Linked DNA regions of Sus scrofa: region 2 is linked to region 1. Evidence: chromatin contacts called from public HiChIP or PLAC-seq data. All regions are on one chromosome and are shown on one strand. The core of a region is the stretch at or near the end of the contact, and the rest is flanking DNA. Distances in the headings are between cores, read along the strand shown.

The links. HiChIP or PLAC-seq counts read pairs in DNA pulled down with a chosen protein or histone mark.
Region 2: an H3K27ac HiChIP or PLAC-seq map of skeletal muscle shows a contact between it and region 1, with 4 times the contacts expected there. The contact joins the promoter of USMG5 here to the promoter of BORCS7 in region 1. A contact is called at or near these places in 1 of 5 promoter capture datasets (fetal skeletal muscle) and 1 of 2 datasets of contacts at active chromatin or transcription factors (skeletal muscle).

What each region holds. Positions count from the first base shown.
Region 1 is chr14:113,828,678-113,834,581 of Sscrofa11.1, forward strand. It overlaps BORCS7 (BLOC-1 related complex subunit 7), which reads left to right and starts at 2,957. Exons shown (of 5, transcript NM_001244615.1): 1 at 2,957-3,124. The coding sequence starts at 2,987.
Region 2 is chr14:114,324,149-114,330,052 of Sscrofa11.1, forward strand. USMG5 (up-regulated during skeletal muscle growth protein 5) reads right to left here and starts at 3,369. Exons shown (of 4, transcript XM_021073491.1): 1 at 3,224-3,369. It overlaps PDCD11 (protein RRP5 homolog), which reads left to right and starts at 3,435. Exons shown (of 38, transcript XR_002338761.1): 1 at 3,435-3,562; 2 at 5,262-5,374. It overlaps MIR1307 (microRNA 1307), which reads right to left and starts at 1,555; the gene lies at 1,476-1,555.

The sequences.
Region 1 (5,904 bases), core at 1,707-4,206:
ACCAATAAAATGGTGGCTGTATTGAGTCACTCAACTTGGAGGTGGTTTGTTAGGGGGCAGCAGATAACTGAGACACTGCCCTAACCAGTCGGGGGCAGTATTTTCTACGTGTCTCTGAGTCTTCATCACGTCATTAGGGTTGGGCAAAAAGTTAACATCCAGTCAAGTTCTGATGAGTGAGTATTTCTACAACTAACTGGGGGAGAGGATTCTGGGAAGACGGCAGAGGGTGAAGCACCGGAAGCTATCTCCCCACCTAGACATCGACTGCACCGGCAAAATCTGTCGATTTAACTATTTGGGGCCTATGAAGGCTTCCAACTTCCAGGGGAAGCCTTAGATGGTAAATTGTGGAGCATTTCAGTCAATTCTGGCTCTTAGGACAGTAGGAGCTGCCCATCCCCCACCCCAACCTCTTGGCAGACAACTGTGTGTGTGTTCCTGGAACTGCTGCCCACAGCCTGTGGGAGTGAGGGTGAGCCAAAAGGATCCTGTCCTCCAAATACCAGAGCTCTCTGCTCTGACTGCTGATTGCTGCTCCTGACCACAGAGCCCAGATGGGAGCTGAGTGGCCACTGTTGCTGTACCTCCTCCACGCTGCCCCAGCCCCTTCCCTCTGGTTAAAGTGACTTCCAGGGGATCTAAAAGGCCAGGCTCATCTCTTCCCCTCCTCACCCCACCCCCTAGTCATTCTTTACTTCTTCCTCTTTCTGGAGCTAGGCACTGTCAGTGGCCAGTCTATTTGCCACATGTGGCTACTTGTTACCATGGCTCTAGATCAATCAATCTCTTCCTAAGTTTATGGGTTTGCAGCAACTGGAGTCGCCTACACTGCTCTGGGGAATGCAAAATGGCAAAAGCTCTGGGAAATGCTTTGGCAGTTTCTTGAAATGCTAAACACTTACCATATGCGGCAGCCATTCCACTCCTAGATGTTACCCAAAGACAAATGAAAACAACCCACATAAAGACTTATGTGAATGTTCAGAGCAGGTTTATTCATAACAACCCCCTGCCCCCCAAATGGAAACAACCCAAATGTCCATCAACAGGTGAGTGCATAAACAAAAGGAGATATAGCCACACAGTGGAATATTTCTTAGCAATAAAAAGGAACAGACTAGTGATACACACACCAAGTGAATGCCTCTCAAAATTGTTATGCTGAGAGAAAGAATCCAGACCAAAAAAAGGTACTCTCTATATGATTCCATTTATATAAAATTCTAGGAAAAAAAATAATCTATACTAGTAGAAAGAGATCAGTTGTTTCCTGGAGTGCGGGACAGATAGACTACAAAGGGGGACTTGAAAACCTGTGGGGGTGATGAAAATATTCTGTATCTTAATAGGGGAGGTGATTCACAGGTGTGTGCATCTGTCACACTCACCAAATTATATACTTTTTTTTGGTCTTTTTGCCTTTTCCAGGGCCATTACTGCGGCATATGGAGGTTCCCAGGCTAAGGGTCTAATCGGAGCTGTTGCTGCCGGCCTACACCAGAGCCACAACAACGCCAGATCCTAGCCGTGTCTGCAACCTACACCACAGCTCACGGCAACACCGGATCCTTAACCCACTGAGCAAGGCCAGGGATTGAACCTGCAACTTCATGGTTCCTCATCGGATTCGTTAACCACTGCACCACGATGGGAACTCCCCAAATTAGATACTTAAAAGAATGTAGTTAACTGAACATAAATTACACCTCAATAAAAGTTAATTAGGGAGTTCCCGTTGTGGCTCAGTGGGTTAAGAACCTGACTAGTGTCCATGAGAATGCAGGTTCAATCCCTGGCCTCACTCAGTGGGTTAGGAATCCAGTGTTGCTGCAAGCTGCAGTGTATGTCACAGTTGTGACTCGGAACTGGCACTGCTGTGGCTGTGGCGTAGGCTGGCAGCTGCAGCTCTGATTCCACCACTAGCCCAGGAACTTCCATATGCCATGGATGAGGCCACAAAAAGAAAAAAAAATAAGTAAAGATTAGGAACAAGAATTAAATGAAAGAATCAGAGACATGAATCTAGACACTTGGAAGAAAAAGTAATGTTGATAATGAGCATAGGTGATTTTAAACAAATTTTACCAATTTATTATTCTCATCTCCCTTGTGCACTAGTTTAAAAAGAAAAAAAGAAATAGAGCTAGCACAAAACACTTCGGATATTAATTCTTTTCAAGGGGATAATCAGTTTGCTTTTAATAGAACAAAGAGGTCATTTATCATTAAAAATTACCAGAGGAGTTCCCTGGTGCCTTAGCAGGTTAAGGATCTGGCATTGTCACTGCTATGGCGCCCCTGGCCTGGGGAATTTCTGCCACCATGGGCATGGCCAAAATAAAAATAAAAATTACTAGAGATGTTAAGCATTTTTCATACCTATTGGCTATCTTATTTATTTTTTTAATTGCCTGTTTGTGAACTTTGCCAATTTTTCTACTGGGTTGTTCTTCCTGGTTTTCTTCTGTTTGTTTATATGCTTCCTCACCAGGGAGTTCATTGGAGACAAAGACTGCATGCATCTCATTTCTTTGTCTATCCTCAGCCCAGCACAGTGTTTGGTATTTCCTTCATGAAATGTCTGTTAAAAATGGAACTGAATGATCTTAATTCATTCTCATAACCTTCAGAGACTTTAACGTTATCACTTCTATTTTACAGATGAGGCACACAAGTTGCAGAGGTTGAAACATTTCCAGTCACACAACTAAACAGCAGAATTGGGACTGTAACCCAGACCTTCTGATTTTAAACCATGGGTTTACTGAAGTTGTCCTCCATCCCCTCAATCGATGTCTGCGTGGGCCCTGTCTTCTTCAGGATATCAACTGAGTATTTTAAATGAATTTAAAATTTGCAAAGCGCAACCTCCGCTAGGCGCATGCGTCCCTCCCTAACGACGTCTCCTTGCCTTCCGCTTTGCGCCTCTTTTGGCCCCAGCGACTTGCCATCGCCCGTGAGGAGGTGCTCACTATTTGAAGTGATGGCGACTGGGACCCCAGATTCGCAAGCACGATTTGGTCAGTCCGTGAAGGGGCTTCTCACAGAGAAGGTGAACACCTGTGGTACTGACGTGATTGCGCTCACCAAGCAGGTGCTGAAGGGCTCCCGGAGCTCTGAGGTGAGCTAGAAGTAGATTCTCCGGGCCTAATATCCCCGAGGCTCTCCTGCCTTCCAAAACCGGGCGGGCGGCGGGGGGAGGGGGGGTCGCTCTGCATCCTGGGAACTGTAGTCTGTGAGCTGGTGAAGGAGAGCGCTTCGCGGAGAGCGAGTGTTGCATTCTGGGGTGTGTAGTCTCTCCAGGTAGGACAAGCAGGGAGCGTGAGGTGGGTAAGAAACGAAGTGATGGGAATCTGTGCTTTAAAGCAGAGATTGCCTTAGATGATATGTGAGATAGTGGGCCTAACGAGTTCCTTATTTGTTCCTCAGGGTTGTCTCTAGTGAGGATCCGTCCCATTTGGCCCCTAAATTCTGCATGGTTTTGCTCTCAACGTCCCATATTACTTCTACATTTTTCTGCGTCATCTGTCCACTGATTTCTCCCTTTCTGACTTATCTTTCTGGCTACGTTCTTGGTTTTCTGTTTCTTAAATTAGCTTTCTCCTTCTTCCTGATTTTCCCCCCATTATTCTTTGGCTGGTTCCAGGAATGGAATTATTTGATGGCCTTTCACACCAGCAAGCTTTATATATGTGCAGTTTTTCTCCAAAAAAAAAAAAAAAAAAAAAAAATCAATCACTGTTCTCTGAAACATTCACCCAAGGGAAATGAAAATTTATGTCCACACAGAGACTTGTACAGATACATAGGGTATTTATCCATAATAGCACCAAACTGGAAACAGTCCAGATGCCCAAATGACAGATGATTGAACAAATGAAATGGGTCTAATGACTCAGCCATTCAACTTCTAAGTTTGTACCCAGGAAAAAAGAAAACAGGTCCATTGCTTTCTTATTTAAATCAACCATGCACGTAATATATCATCTAAGATGTCCAGGTTTGGTTTCATTAAAGTGGAAAACATCTTGAATACATTTGTAAAACACTCTGAGAATGGAGTCTTTGGATTTCTGTGGCTTTCTCCTGTATGCCATTGTCTTGCTGGTAGTTAACTCAGTAGCAGTGTATCTTAGCTATTCATTTTCAACACGTATTTTTTTGTGTGTCATTTTAGGGCCGCACCCGTGGCATATGGAGGTTCCCAGACTACGGGTTGAATCGGAGCTGCAGCTGCCGGCCTACACCACAGCCACGGCAATGCAGGATGCAAGCCGGGTCTGCAACCTACACCACAGCTCATGGCAATGCCGGGTCCTTAACCCACTGAGCAATGCCAGGGATTGAACCTGCAGCTTCATGGACCAATTCTTTTTTTTCCTAACTCTTATTTTATTAGTTTCTATGTAGTTGCATTTTCAAGCATAATATGTCCACAAGTCTTCAGATATGTATATGAATGTTCAAGGCAGCTTTATTCATATTAGTGTAGGGTCCTAATGTTGCAGGAAGGGGTACCCCTTCCAGGGCCTGAGAATGGGCTCTTGTCTCTAACACTCAGAAATGAATGGTCGTAGGAGACACACGTGCTGACAAAGCAAGAGACTTTATTGGGAAGGGGCACCCGGGTGGAGGGCGGCAGGGTAAGGGAACCCAGGAGAACTGCTTTGCCATGTAGCTCGTAGTCTCTGGGTTTATGGGAATGAGGTTAGTTTCTGGGTTGTCTCTGGCCAGTCATCTTGCTTGGCTTGTAAGTGGTCTGGCCCAGGGTCCTTCTTGGTGATGCGTGTACCTTTCAGTCAAGGTGGATCCCAGCACCAAGGATCCTGGGAAGTTGTTTGTCTCCTTCCTGCTGTTGGCCCCTCCGTATCCTTCCAGTTAGCCTTCAGGGCAGCACCACCTGCTTTATCAGGGCCTCCTGCTATGAGACAAGTCATGCTATTGTCTGCTTGGCCAAGGTGGGCAGTTTTGGTCAATGGTTCCCTAACACCAAGAGAGTTATCTTTACAAAATTAGCTTTCGTTATGTCCTTAGCTTTTATTTATAGTGGTTGCAAGAAACAACTGTATGAAGAAAGTGTTTGCATTTGCCATAACACTCTTGTTGAAGTCACTGATCTGGTGATCCCAAATATGCTTTTTATGAGGTCCCATGTGGTATACTCATTTTAGGATTCAACATCAGAGAACACATTATCTCTTTTGAAGAATTGTTGTGTTGCCTTTTACCAAATAAGAATTACACAACTTATTGTATTTCACACTTTTTGCCTTGGTTGCGCAGAAATTTTCTATGTCAGAAATTTTCTATGTTAGTGGTAGACTTATCTGCTGCCTTCTCCTTTTCATGATTTTTAGATTCTATTTCTGTTTTTTTTTTTTAAACAGTTTGTGTACACATGTACACATACACAAAGTAGTTTGGAATAAATTGCCTTGCATCTTTTCTTTTTTCTTTTCTTTTTTTTTTTTTTTTGTCTTTTTGCTATTTCTTGGGCCGCTCCCGCGGCATATGGAGGTTCCCAGGCTAGGGGTCCAATCGGAGCTGCAGCCACCGGCCTACGCCAGAGCCACAGCAACGCTGGATCCGAGCCAAGTCTGCAACCTACACCACAGCTCACGGCAACGCCGGATCGTTAACCCACTGAGCAAGGGCAGGGACCGAACCCGCAACCTCATGGTTCCTAGTCGGATTCGTTAACCACTGCGCCACGACGGGAACTCCTGCCTTGCGTCTTTTTTGGAGAGAAACAAGGTATTAAATATATATATATGTTTAAAAATAGATGGTGTTCACAGTTAATACAAGTGTGTGTTGAACTTCCACATTCATCATAATAAACAGATTTATTGAGCATCTATGATGTGCTAGACACTGCTGTGTCTTCTGAGTTTAATTCAT
Region 2 (5,904 bases), core at 2,119-4,618, 500 kb after region 1:
TCAATTTCATTCCTGTCTCTAGAGCATGGTATGCTGTACATGGAATTAATCAGTTTTAAGACCAGAGTTGAAAGCTAGAGCTTGTGCTACTTCTCAGTTTTTCAGAAGGGTAACAGCCAACTAAACAGTTCACTTTGCAACCCCCTTTTACAATTTAAAAAAAAAAATAATTTGGGACCTCCCTGGTAAGGGAAAGAAGGGGAAGGAGAGATCATTTACTAAATGGAATTGATAAATACTATTGATGGGGTGGGGGCAGCGGAGCTGAAATCCTACTCCTTTTAAAACAGATCGAAAGATTTAAATACAAATAGTGAAACCAAAATATCCGGAAGAAAACATGGGCAAATATTTTAATCATCTTAAGTAAAAGAAAAGGTGGCCAAAAGCAAAAAGGTGGAACACAGAAAGATAATCAACATCATGATTAGTCAAAGAAATGTAAAGTGAGACCAATATTTAACCATCAGACTGCAAAGACAAATTTATGATAACAGGCAGTGGTATTGAGAATGTGGGAAAATAAGCGTTCTTTCTGTGGCCTGGAGGGAGTGTAAAGTGGTACAACCTTACTAATGTGCAATTCTGCAATATCTATCAAATTCTAAAATTAGTATACCCTTTTATCTAAGCTGGTTTATTTTTTCTCCAGGAATTTATCCTTATAGAAGTATTACCAGAAGTTCCCATTGTGGCTCAGAAGAAAAGAATCTGACCAGTATTCATGAGGACGCAGGTCTGATCCCTGGCCTTGCTCAGTGGGTTAAGTATCTGGAGTGCTGTGGCGAAGGCCAGCAGCTACAGCTCTGACTGGCCCACTAGCCTGGGAACCTCCCTATGTCACGGGTACGGCCCTAAAAAGACAAAAAACAAACAAAATTACACAGTGGAAACATGTTATATGGTTCAAGGATGGTAACTGAAATACACTTTATGAAAATAAAAAACTGGATGAACTAAAAGTTCACCTACAGGATACTGATAAGTAATGGTTTCCATTAAAGGAAGATAGAATGCATGGAGATCTCTATATACAGACATGGAAAGATGTTCCCATGTAAAGTTAAATATTAAAAACATCCTATTTCTGGACATTATATTATAGAGCATGTTAATGGTTTTCAAAGTCTGGTCCCTAGACTGACAACCTCAAAGGAAACTTGTTAGAAACACAGCATTTTGGGCCTTATCAGATAAATGCTGAGGCCCAGCAGTCAGTGTTAATATGCCCTCTAGGTGATTCTGATGCATATTAAAGTTTGAAAAACACTGCAGCAAACAGAAACCCAAATAAATGCTCATTCGTAATTAAATAGGAAAAAACTCTGGAAGAGTATATAGCAAATTTTTAAGAGGGGTTACATCTACAGAACCTACGTATTTTACAAAGGTGTGTATTTCTTTTATTATAATAAAAAATAAAAAAAGGCACATTCAAAGGTCACCAGAACACTGGAAAATTCGTCTGTATGACCGCCTATCTACCACGACCGACGCCACGCCGAGTCGATTGGCAACATAGACGAGCCGGTCGAGGTCCGGTCGAGATTGGTAGGCAGTGACAGTGACTTGGCTGGCTCTTGAAGAAATGGAAGTGGGAGACCTGTGAGGAAGTTGTTGCTATGGAAAATGGCACGCTCAGGTTCACCATTCAAAGGCCTTCAGAGGCATTCACCTGCATAGAAGTGGCAATAAAAATCTGGACAAGGGACCTTAATTCTGAACACTATTTCAAGAAAGTTCTTGGAGCAGTGAAGGATTCTAAGCTTCCTTGGGCCACCTCAGGGGCTTTGGCCAGTCCAATCCAAGTAGGGAAATCTCCATTTAAAGAAACCTTTATGATGTAGCTTTTGTATTGATTTACCTTCAGTAAACTTATTAAAATAAAGATATGCTTTCCCGCTCATCTTCAGGATAGATTTGTGGATTCTTATAATATCCACTAGGTTTCTAGAAGAAACCCGACAGAAGGCAAGGGCTTAACTTTGTCCAATTATTAACTATAATCACCACTACCTTATGTAACAAAAATTTTAATTTCTCTCTACACAATATAAAAGGAAGACTGATGTTTGCAATATTCTACACAGGGCTAATTCCGACGGTAGGAAAAGGTATAGTATAGGAATCACAATTTAGTCTAGGTCTTAGAGGAAGACTCTTGAAATGCTGAGTTGGAGGGGGAAGTGGGATGCTGCTGATAAATAACTGGAACAAAGCCTGGAAACACCTGGGTCTGCATCCTCAGCAAATCGCAGGTTACTTTGGGGCAAAGATCAGGAATCCTTGTGTTAGAGTGTCCTTCGTGGAGTAACTGAACTGAAACTTGCTTTCCTTTTGAGTCATACTTCAGCTTAGACAGATAGTAATGAAGAAAATTACCTAAGACTAAAAATAACCGTACCATTGTTAAATGGTAGCCTATGGCAAAGTCTAAGCGATGGGGTCTTCACTTTTGTTTCTAATTGAGCGGCAAACTACTATTAAATATAATCAATCTTTCCATTCCTCTCTTCACCGATAAGTGGGCACTTCAGAAAAGGCCCAAAGCGACCAAATGCCCTCGCTACTTTGTTTTCCCGATACTGTTTTTTTCTGTCTGACTGGACGTTTACCTAGAATGATGAGTGAGATTACGAGGCAGAGACGAGTGAAAGCTGCTCAGGTACCAGAAGCAGCTTCTTGCACTGCAAGGAGTTTACAGTCCTCTTCTGGCTACCTTCTAGGAAAGGTCTTCCCGCTGATTGAACACAGGCTGCATCTAACCAGCGGGTCTGGCGAACTGCAGGGGCCCGCCTACGCTCACTCCTGTTTGACAAAGGCTGCACCACAACTAAAGAACGCCTGGCTGGCCAACTTCCTAAACACAGCTCAGTGAAAACAAACTACTATACGCATACATGGGAAAGGAGATTAATTCGGCCAGAAGTTCTCATCCAAAATTACGTCACTCGGTGACCTTGGCGGACTCCCTTCGCTGCGGACCTTTTTTCTTTACCGGAAAATGCATTTTAAGGGCCTTTACCTCTCACTGAGGCTTCCTAGCCACTATCCGACCCCTCGCGGCCATCATTTTCTCCAATTCCTTTTCATTCACCCCCCCGTCTCGCCCCTCCAAAGCAAAGACCTCGCGGTGTTCCTGGACCAGAAAACAGTCCTATTCTAGGCTGGCCCCATAAAGTGGAGGCGCGAGGTCAGAGCCCGGTCTCCCCTCCACACCCACCTTCGAAAATGCACAAACTCCGCAGCCTGTGTCCTTCAACGTATCCAGTTGCCCCCTCGCTCCGGCCGGAAGAAACCTCCTCCCCCGCACGCGTTCAACGGGCCTTACCGACTCGGCCCTCTACGTCGATTGGCTGCGGCTCGAGGCCCGCCCTTCCGCTTCCGGTATTCAAATCTCCTCCCTCGCTCTGTAGGACTCCATAGTGTAGTAACGGAAGTGGGGCGCAGAGCCCGCCCTCGCTTCCGGCAGGGCGGAGTTGGGCTGCTGGCGTGCGGGTCTCCGCGTGTGTGATCACAGTGGCGCGGCCTCCGAAGTAGAAGTGCTGGCGTCCCTGGCTTGGTGAGTGTGGGTAAAGGCGACAAGGGAGGAAACGTCGTGGCTTCCAGGTCTGTTCCAGAACTAAGTCCTCCAGGTCCCTACCATGCACCCGCTTAGAAGCCGGCTTTGCTTGACTTGCTCCTGTAACTTTAGGATCTGTCCCCTGAAGGTAGCTTAATTCTCTTCTTTGCCGCTGGATTGCTGCTTTACTCTTTTGAAACTTCAGTTTCCCCTGGTCTGAAATGAGATTAAGGGTCAAACTCCCAGGAATCTTGACCCCACGGCACTTTCTTATTTTTTCGAAACATATCTATCCGTTCCTGATTCCAACTCCTAGGTTCATTTTAGGTCCTCGCCTCTTTCACAGTCTCAAGCCTTTCTAGATTCCTATTTCCAAGTGTCTTTCAGAACCAACCCCACTAATCTTCCGTTCTCGTTTATACCTAGTTCTGGTTCTCATGATTTCTGTTGTGCTGCAATTGAAGCCTTCTACCAGATTACCTTCCTTCAGTCCTCTCTCCTCCAGTCCAGTCTATAGCCTGCAGTCTTTTTTTTTTTTTTTTTTTTTGGTTACTGTTTTATCTTTTCCTTTACTTAAGGCTCAGACTTGCCAAAGTAAATGTTAATCTATTCACGTCTAATGAGAGCTCTGAAACAGAAAGCCCAAGCTGTCTTTTAGAATTTAACTCCACTTATTATGCTTTTTATCACTTTATGGTCTAGTTGAACTTTTCTCCAAAGGAAGGCAAGAGCAAGCCTTTGAACAACAGTTTGACAGACATGATGCTGATGCTTATCAAAATAATTTGCTTTTTCTTTTCCCATGCTTTTCCTCACATTCCTTCTGCTTTTCCCTTTCCACCTATCAAGATTCTATTTATCTTTTAACACATAGCCCAAAAGCTTCTTTTGTTTTCCTCTTTTACCAAAGCCTCATTATTTCCTGCTTCTTTGTTGATAGTTTATAAATTGATTTGTATTTTAAATTATTTGCATAATTGTTCTTAAAAGTGTGTCTGTTCAGAGTTCCCTTGTATCTTATTGGGTTAAGGGCCCACCTTGTCAATGCTGTAGCGTGGGTTCAGTGCCTGGCCTGGGAACTTCCACATACCACAGGTGCAGCCAAAAAAAAAAAAGACGAAAAAGTGTGCATATGCTTTGAAGGTAGGGGCTTATATATATATTTGTTTGTGTATCTGTGAATTAAGCTTAGTGATATTTACTACATTGAATCTATAGCTTTTTTTTTTTGCTTTTTAGAGCCGCACCCATGGCATATGGAGGTTCCCAGGCTAGGGGTCAAATCGGAGCTATAGCTGCTGGTCTGTGCCACAGCCACTGCAATATGGGATCCGAGCTACGTCTGCAATCTACATCACAGCTCACGGCAACACCGGATCCTTAACCTACTGAGCAAGGCCAGGGATCGAACCTGTATCCTCATCAATACTAGTTGGGTTCATTAACTGCTGTGCCATGACAGTAACTCCAATATAGCACTTTTTACTAGAGGAAAATGTGTGGACTTGTGCTTTTGAAGCAAAGATTTTTGGAAAGATGAATTATGGATTGCCTGTTGCCTGGCATCAAACCATCCATTTCTTAAATGCTGTCCTGAATGCTCTCTAGCACATTGGGGCTAGAAAGCTTTATCTCTTGCCCATTGATCATAGTCTTGACACCAAAGCTACATCTCACCAACTATTTGCATTGTTTTTAGGAGAGCCAAACATGGCAACCATGGAAGAAAGCTTCCCCCGAGGGGGGACAAGAAAGATTCGCAAGTCAGAAAAAACTTTACAGCAGTCGGTTGAACAGGACAACTTATTTGATGTAAGTGGTATGCTTTTTGTTAAGACTCACTGAACACTCTCTAATGTCCTTATGGAGAATGAACCTTGTTTGAGAATGTGTGGTTTTCCCAGATTGGTTTCTTTTCTTTTCTTTTTTAGGGCCTCACCTGCAGCATATGGAGGTTCCCAGGCTAGGGGTTCAACTGGAGTTGCAGCTGCCAGTCTATACCACAGCCACAGCAATGCCAGATCCAAGCTGCATCTCCTTAACCCACTGAGTGAAGCCAGGGATCAAACCTGCATCCTCATGGACACTAGTTGGGTTCTTAACCCACTGAGCCACAACAGAAACTCCAGATTGGTTTCTTTTTGAAGTTCACTTTTATAAATTGAACTTGTTAGGGAGCCCACACCATCACAAGGCTGTATCTTTTGAAGTGGGGCATTTAGTATTTGAGTTTGCAGTACCATTATTTCTTATTTTTAGGAACTTTGTACCATGTAGATTAAGGATAAAGAGAAAGCAGTTTGATCATTGCATTTGTTTTTTTTTTTTTGGACTTTTGTCTT